2 separate regions of the Gossypium hirsutum genome follow, and region 1 is linked to region 2. Evidence: chromatin contacts called from public Hi-C data. All regions are on one chromosome and are shown on one strand. The core of a region is the stretch at or near the end of the contact, and the rest is flanking DNA. Distances in the headings are between cores, read along the strand shown. Region 1 holds the start of LOC107948461 (serine/threonine-protein kinase D6PKL1). Region 2 holds the start of LOC107948464.

Region 1 (4,184 bases), core at 534-3,033, 150 kb after region 2:
GATCTAAAAGAGCTCAAATCGAATCAATGGCCTCAACCACGTGGGTCGTTAAAATCCAATCATTATCTCCCTTGACGGAATCCAAATGGCCTTCTCCACCTAGGCATTCTAATTTGTTTGTGAGAACTCGAATGTGGTAGTCGATTGATCCGTTTTCCCAACTGTACGTCAAAAAATTCCTAACCCAACGAGCCCTTTCTGAGTTGAAATCGAGTTAACTTAGAGAGATGATTATACTTGTCCCGTATTCCAGAGAGATAATGAATACCGTGTTGAAGGTTTTTAGTACGGGTTTATTTCTCGTGATTTTCAATTGGATTGATTGCTTGCCTAAAACTAAGCGGGGATTAGTTAAACATGAATTTGGTCACGCTCAATGAAATTTTGGAAGTTTAGATAGAATGCAAGGTTATGAAAGTAAATGGAGGGAACTTGAGGGGCAATTTCACCAAAATATAAAAAGAAAAAAAATAAGGCAACAAACTTCAAGATGTTACTGACGCAAATTCTAAAATAAATTCTCAACTCCAGCCCGTCCTCTCAATGCCCGGTTACACCCCTTTTTATACTAGTTCCCAAGGAACTAAGTTTCACAATTTAGGCCTAAATTCCTGGTAACAATTAAGCACTAACCAATGTTTAAGTAAAAATCCAAATTTTCAAGATTTTCGTTGAACAGAATATTTGAATCCTTCAAAGTCAACCTCTGATTTTTTTCTTCAGCAACCCAAATTATTTTGAATTTTTGCTTCAGCCCCAAATTTGCTTTTCACCCCAATTTAGCTTGTATTTGTTTGTTTTTGAATTTCAACACTCCAATTGCGTCCCTGATAAAATTTAAGTAAGAAACCACAAGCTTAATAACATTCTATTAAAAAAATTGACCAAAATTAGGTACATTAAACATATAAGATTAACTTACTATCACACCTATTTCATGAGTGTACATTTACAAAAACTGTTTGACTTGGGTTCAAACTGGATATGAAATCTAATAAATTGGGGATGAGTTCAATTCAGTATTGGATCCTATTTTTGATTAAAAGAACCAACGATGGTACAAAAGAAAGTATGGATATGTTTGCAATTTAAACAAAGTTATCTTTGGAGGAAAGTCCCTAAAATTTAAATATGGCGATATTAAATTTAAACAAATATATATTATTAATATCATATTTAAAATAAATTTATTTATTTTTTGAGAAGATGTGCTGTAAATACAATCATATTAATTTTATACATAACTTTTAAAAAATAATATTCAATCTTAAACACTCAATATTTCAAAATTACCAACAGGTTAAATTGTGCTATTCATCCTTTTATTTTGCGAAGTTATGAATTTAATGTTGTAACTTTTTATTTTTATATATTTTTAAAATTTAAAATTTTAATTTTCATCAAACGATAATCGTTAAATTTATTAAGTTATATTATTTTTAAAATTTGATGCAATAAACATATTGTCACATGTATAATATCATGATAACTGATTAATAATTATCATTTGCGACAATACTAAAATTTTAATTAGAGAATATAGACTAAATATATAAGTATACCATGATATAATAATATTGATTAATTTAACTAAATATTTTAAAGTGCTTCTGTTTATATCAAAATTAAAATATAAAAATTAAATGTATAACTTTACAAAATATTTCCCTTGTTAAATGACTTTTTTAAGTAGGATAGGCTAGGCAGTGAGTACATCTACCGTTCCCTATTGCCGACTACGTGAGACCCACTTTAATACATGGTGGATCCACTTCCATCCTTCAAAATAATCAGAGCCCCAACGTAAAATAATAAAACTAACGTTTTCTATTTCTCTATTTTGGTGCTCTTACTCTTTCTCTCTCTTCTTCCTCCTCAAAGCCTCTCTTTGGGTTCTTGCATTTTTGGTGTAGGGTTTCCAATTCCTAAACAACTGTTTGTATACTTTCTCATGTCAACATTTTAGTTCCAGAACCTGTTCCTCATTGTTTTCACTTCTCTCTCCTTTCTTAAGGTACTGTCTCTTTCTATCGATTCAAGTTTTGGCTTTTTGTTTGTTGCTGGGGGGCTTTGAATCTTTGTGCTTTTTTCGTGGGGTTGGATTTGATACATGCAATGACATTTAAGGATGTTGGAGTATCCTGTTTCTGGGTTTTGTCTTGATTTTCTGCTCTCTTTTTTTTTCCCTTTGGAGGGGGTTGGGCTATGGTTGGCAGTTAAAAGAGTGTTTTTGTGTTTCATATGGTAGCTGGATCCGTAGTGGTCTCCTTTTTTGTTAAAGCTAGAAATGGAGCAAAGCTTACTTTGCAGCTTGGATTTGTCTTCATTTCTACTTCTGATCTATTGCATCTGAAAGAAAGAAAAAATAATGAAAAAATATGTGAAAAAGTAGAGTTTAAAATTTATGTTTGGCTATCATTTTCTTTGCTATTTTTTTAAGTTTAAATCTAACATGTGTTGCGTATGATTTGGCTATGATACATTAAAAGCGTGGAAAGCGCCATAGTAGCAGTAGTGATTTTCATTATTTAGCTGATTTGATTAGGTTCACAGTTCAGTCGTTTTATGCTAAAGCATCATGATATCTCTGGGGTACAAGTGAATTGTGATTGGTGCTAGCATATCGAAGATTTGCCATTTTTGAAAATCTTTTGGCAGTCATTTTGATGTGATTTATTTGTGGTTTGATACCCTTATATATGTAGATATATCATTATAGTTTTTGACATGACCTTTCTTTGATACTTCTGGTTTTTAACTGTTTCCGTTTGGTGATTGTGTTTAGGTTCTCGGAATATAGGAGCTTTAAAATCGATTTTATTAAAGCATGCTCACAAGTTTGCACGCATTTGGATCGTTGAAGTTGGTTTATGCGGAAACATGAATTAGTATAATTTTGAGGGTATAATAAAACTTTGAAGATACAGCTGAGAAAAGTTAGTGCCAGTGTAACAGTTAAGATGGGTTCATATTCTGGTTCTTGTGAAATTATTGAAGCAGGTGAAGAGCTAAAACCGGTACAACGTTCTAGACGGACATACCGACCGCATATAGGATTAGGCATTGGTGAAAAGGATCAGAAGCCACCTGTACAGAAACTGGGATACAAGAATTCTCTAGAAAATGATATTAACCAGCTTTTTGAGGCTATCAATGTCAAAGGTCCTAAAGGTTTAAGTGTTTCGTACCAAGGAGGTACTAGCTCGAGCTCTTTAAAGAAAAATGCTTTGAAGAAACCAATTGCTGTGGGGATGCCCCACTCCCCGAGAACTGGTGGTTCAGAGCCGTTGTCATTGAAACAGGCATTAAGGGATCTTTGCATTTCTAAAGCATCAGAAATGGCTGCTATGAAACGGTTGTCAATGTCAATTAGTTCCCCTAGCGCCTCTGAAGCTGGAAGGGTAAAGAGTTCGTTCAATCCAGTTTTAGTTGACTCTGGTGTTCCTGGAAATGAACATAAGGGGAGCATGGTTGAAATATCTTTTGTGCCTGAAGATGACAAACCGACTTCTTCTAGGATGATGACTGCCCCACGTCAAGCTCCCAAGAATAAGTTGCTGAGCCAAAGTGCTAATTGTTCACCACAGTTTCCTCGTGCAACAATGCAAATTAGCACTGGAACTTCTACATCAACTCAAACTGATAGTTCTACGTCCAGAAAAGTTGGAACTCAAGCACCAAAGGCAGAGATGTGTCGGAAAGAAAAGCATACTTCTGCATCTTCTCCATCATGTTCTTATGCTGATGATAATACATTAGAACCTGAGAGTACCGTGCCTGCTTCAACCAAGGTACCAAAAAGATCACCTGTGCCAAAGTCGGGACGGAAAGGCAGGTTGCATGCTGTTCCTTCATCCAGCTTGACCAATGGCAATAAAGCAAGCAGGACAACAAGGAATGTACCCAGGGTGGCTAAAACAATTGTCAGGAACAAGAGTTCTATCAAGAAGAAAACGAAGCAGGATTCCTCTTCTGCTGCTAATACTTCTAAAGAAGTTAATAGCCACTTGGACTCGAATGCAAGTCAATTAATTTGTCAGAGATGCCAGTGCTCTATGAAGACTTCAAGTAATGAAACAAATCAAGATTCCATAAAGTCACAATCGGCTGGTATTATTGCTGAAGTCAGCTCAAGTCATGTGAGTTCTGATATGCACAAGCCAACCTTGGTTGAAAATAACTCT
Region 2 (4,635 bases), core at 1,476-3,975:
TCTAAGAATAAAATCCCAACAGAACCCAATAACAGTTTACTGAGTTGTAGCAAGCACAGCCCCCAAAAAGTATTGTTGAATTTTAAAACAAGGGTAAGGATGCCAGCAAAATTACTTATTGAGATGGTGTCATAGTTTACCGGACACCAGCTCAGCTGGTAAGTTACTTAAATTCACAATTAAACTGCAAAAGAAAATACAGATACTTATGCTTATATATAATTTTCAAACTAAAACAAACTTTTTCATACTCATTTTAGGACAAACTACTTATCCATTAAGTAACTTCCTTTTAAGAATAGGTTTCTCTCTATGTAATAAGACTGATCCTTATTTAAAAGGACATACAAAACAATAAAACACTAAGCAAATTTTTTATCAGAAAAGAAAACCCTAAAAAGATCTATGTCTCTCTTAACAAATCCTAAGGTTTCAATCTCCCTTTGACGTGCTGAGCAATCATTCACAGTACGTCATTTCAAGAAATGTGACAAGGGGAAGGCAGTATAATTGTGCCAAAGAGTCGTGGTTTTAAATTAGATGAAGGAAAAAAGGGAAACGGGAAATAGATAAGGCTTTCTCAAAACAAATTTCAGAGACATTCTCATTAGACAATAAAAAAAAAATTACAGTCAAAGCAAGTAAAAGATACAGGTAACTTAACAAATGGAGACTGACAACAAGGTAACATATAACCTAAAAGCAAACAGAACTGAACATGCAACAAATCAATTACCTGCCTTCGGCGAATCGTTTGTCTAGCAGACTCCCTGTTTGCTAATATTCTACGTAATCTCCGTGCTTCCTTTTCAGCCTGATAGAAAAAGCTTCAGATGAAATATAAAGATCAATCTTAAAGAAAGAAGATCAAATAAAAGGTTGTTCCACCTCAGTTAAATTCTGTCTTGACCTTCCCCCACCACCTGACATGTGTTTTATTGCACCTGCAGGACTTGATCTGACTGATTCAGCATTCTGCTCAGTCTTCACTGGTTTTATGAGAGCATTGTTCCCTGTCATTTCATTCAGCTGACTATCCTCCCAAATATCTTTCTCAGGTATTCCCACAGTGCTGAATAATATCTAAAGTTAAAGCGAGGAACCAGTATAAGTAGATTAATAAAATCTAAAAATAAACATATAAATAAAAAATGCAACATATCACAAGCACAACCAACCGGCCTTTCATGAATCATCTGCCAATCAGACTCCTTACGGGTTAACATTCTATGCAATCTACATGTTTCTTTTTCAGCCTGATAAAGAACAATCAGTCAAAAATAGTAGCATTTGAAAAGCACAATGGTAAATCAAACAAGTTAATACCTTGGTTACATTCTGACTGGACCTCACCACCCCATCGGATGGGTATCTTTCAGCGCTAGGATGACTCCCATTAAGCGACTCAGCTACTACCGATTCAATAACTACAGATGTGCTCATCACTTGACTTTGCTCCTGGCCTATTGTAGCTTGATCCTGCTATAAACAAAAATAGTTCTCAAGTCCTGCATAAAATAGTGTCACTCTCACTTATAAGAATAGTGTCACTTGCTGACAGATCACTTCGTCCAATTAAGACACAAGATAACTTGTCTAGTTAACCACATCAGAATTCCAATAAAGACCCAACAGGTTTAGCTAACCTCATTTTCCATATCAATGATTATTACTTATGTTCTAACTTTCTAAAATTAGAAAATTTTCTATGGCCACCAGTTTCTTACTAGTTTATCTATGTTCTTCCCGCGTATAATTTAATTCCTTTAAATCCCAGAAATAGAAAAGTGAAATAAAAGCTGACCAAAACTACAAAGTGTTCAACATTAAGATATTCACCATTATTATCTTCAAATTCTTGCATCGCATTTGACATATTAACATCGATAAGATCAAGAACTTAACAGATTATAAGAAAATCAATAAGTTATTTGAGTGGTTGGTTATCTTTAATTAAATATATTAACAGTAAAAGAATTTTTTTCTTACTATTCAAAATGACATTTCCAGCAATCACAATACAGAATCATTTTTATCAAATGAAATTTCAAGTATCATGAAAAAAAAATCGAAATGTATAATTTTGTTTTTGAGCAAAAAGAATTAACTTCTTTTGGTATGTATTATTTCCACATTTTCAATAATGAACATCACTTTCAAAAGGTAATTTAAATCACTAATTCCGGGCAGACACAGTGAAAAGCCACTGAATAAAAAATATCAGATTTTTTTCTTAAAATAGAATAGAATAGATAAATAAATCGAAAATATCGATAAAACTATCCTTTCAAGTATATATATTGATAAAATTAGATTGATTCACCAACCTCAGCGAGATCCGAACCGGATTGAACCGGGTTCGAACCGACGCCAGAAGGCAGTGACTCAGTACTGGTACTGGCTCGCTTCCTCAGTCTCCTCCCTTTGCATCCCCATTTGGCGCCAAATTCAGCGGAGACGGAAACAGCAAGCCGCTTCTTCGAATGCGCCAAGGCGGCCAATATCTCCGCCGCTTCCATATCCATCCGATCCGCCGCCAACGCATCCTTCGCCGCATCTGCCGTTGGCGAAGCGCACGAGCTCGAAAGAAAACCTCTCCCTAATTCCATCCCAAAGAGGGAAAAACGAAACAAAAATTCAAAAACTAAGGGAAAATGAAAATCAAAAGAGAGGAAACAGAACACATTCAACTTCTTTGTAAGGAAAGTAACCCAAAAGGAAAAGGTCTCTTACAAGTCTCTGCGGCGCCTTGAGGATGTATCTGAGAGTGCCACGTATAATTTTTATGCCACGTAGACGATCAAGTGACTCGTGTGTGGGGTCCAGCACGTGCGAGTGAATGGAATTAAAGAAGCAGAAATTGGCATCCGACACGCAGATGTAGTGAGTAAATACAACGTGGGATTTTGTCATTTGGGGTTCTACGTGGGAATGGGAGGACCAGGTAAAATTAAAACCTTCAGGATTTAATTTCACCTCTTCTACTGGTTTTTGGGGTAAAAACTGGAAATCATTTTTTCAGTAAAACTGTAAAAAAAAAAACAGCACCTTGCTGTCAAAATTAATCAGAGATAAAATTAAAATTCGAAATAATTAAATTCATAAAAATAATTCAAGATCCAACACAAATTTGAGCTCCACTCCAAAATAAATTTGATACAAAATTCGAAAAACTCGGATTTCTAATTAACATAATTATACGAGAATATTTAAGACATATATTAATTCAGATATAGTAAATTAATTTTTTTATTAACTTTGAATGTTTTAAATTGTTTTTTGTTACAAGAAAGTTTTAAAATTTAATAATTTATAATAAAATTATAATTACTGATTGCATGAAGAAATAATTCTATATAATTCTAAAATTTTACAAAAAGCTACTGATAGAAACGATAAGAAACTTTTTACTTTTAAAAACAGACCAATATTATTAAACATTTAAGTTTGAAATATGATAGCTTTATTAATTATTTAAAAATATTGTATTACATAATATTATTCTTTTTAACATTTAATTAATAAAAGACAAATAACTTTTCCAGTTACAAGTATCAAATTTTCCATAGCAACATTCATTTATTAGAATTTAATTTTCTAAAATTATTTTAATTCACATTTATTTCACTAATTAGTCCATATGTTAAGTAATTCTAAATCAAAAGCTCTAAGGCTTCATTTGTTTCATTGAAAATGACTTTTAGAAAATGATTTCTAAACAAAAAAGCTAATACTTTCTGGTGGTTGGAAGAATATGTGTCAAATATTTTCTCTTATTTGACAGATTTCTTGAAAATATTTTATAAAAGCTATTTTCAATTAAACAAACATACATTTGAGATTTTCTTATCTTTTTATTGTTTAATTGAGTTTATTTTATATCTATAAATTTATATTTTACATTGTTTTTGCATATATTGCAATGATTTATTTATAAATAAATACATCAAAATTAAATATATAATATTACTCAATTATTAAGCTAGAATATCAACAATCATAAATTAAAAACAACCAAATCGGATAGATGATTCCTAATTGTGTATAAAAAACAAAAAACAAAGAACAAAGATTGAATAATAACAAATTAGCTTCCAAACCACAACTAGTACTGCATAACATTAAATTAATAATATTATCCAAGTGCATAATTAGTAGTACACAACATCATGGCTACAATATTTTTTTGTGTCACGCCCCGAAAATTGGCAGATCCGAAAAAAATGAGTAAGGTAGGTATGTAAACTATTTGGCGCAATATGGTAATCTCCATCTTGTTGGTTTGATGGCGAGTTAAAGTATTGACGCATTCTAGCGTTAAAGCATCCGCCTATTAGCGATATCTGAGGAATTTATCGCAAGACATTTTCAAGGAAAGAAAGATTACACCTAAAAAAGTGCACATCTATGAGGGGGTACACCCTAGAGTTTTGTTTGAGCACTAAGATCCCATCAGGTACAAGAGAAAACTATAGGGAACTTAATTGTCTTTAACATCTATCCCAACTATGAGAAACTTTGAATGGAGCCCTGGGGCAATGATAAATATCAATCTTTCGCGCTTCCCCTAAAGGCCGTCGAGAAAGCTTTACATTTTGTTGCATCAGAAGCCCCTAACACATTCATATAATCATT

What was found. Hi-C and Micro-C count contacts between places; a contact is called where the count stands out from the background.
Region 1: a contact with region 2 is called in a Hi-C map of leaf, with 1.9 times the contacts expected there. The contact joins the promoter of LOC107948461 here to the promoter of LOC107948464 in region 2. A contact is called at or near these places in 4 of 34 Hi-C or Micro-C datasets (callus and leaf).

What each region holds. Positions count from the first base shown.
Region 1 is chrD04:37,142,509-37,146,692 of Gossypium_hirsutum_v2.1, forward strand. LOC107948461 (serine/threonine-protein kinase D6PKL1) reads left to right here and starts at 1,784. Exons shown (of 3, transcript XM_016883014.2): 1 at 1,784-2,014; 2 at 2,786-4,184. The coding sequence starts at 2,961.
Region 2 is chrD04:36,995,606-37,000,240 of Gossypium_hirsutum_v2.1, forward strand. It overlaps LOC107948464, which reads right to left and starts at 2,726. Exons shown (of 8, transcript XM_016883019.2): 1 at 2,328-2,726; 2 at 1,327-1,479; 3 at 1,179-1,256; 4 at 889-1,083; 5 at 737-814. The coding sequence starts at 2,609.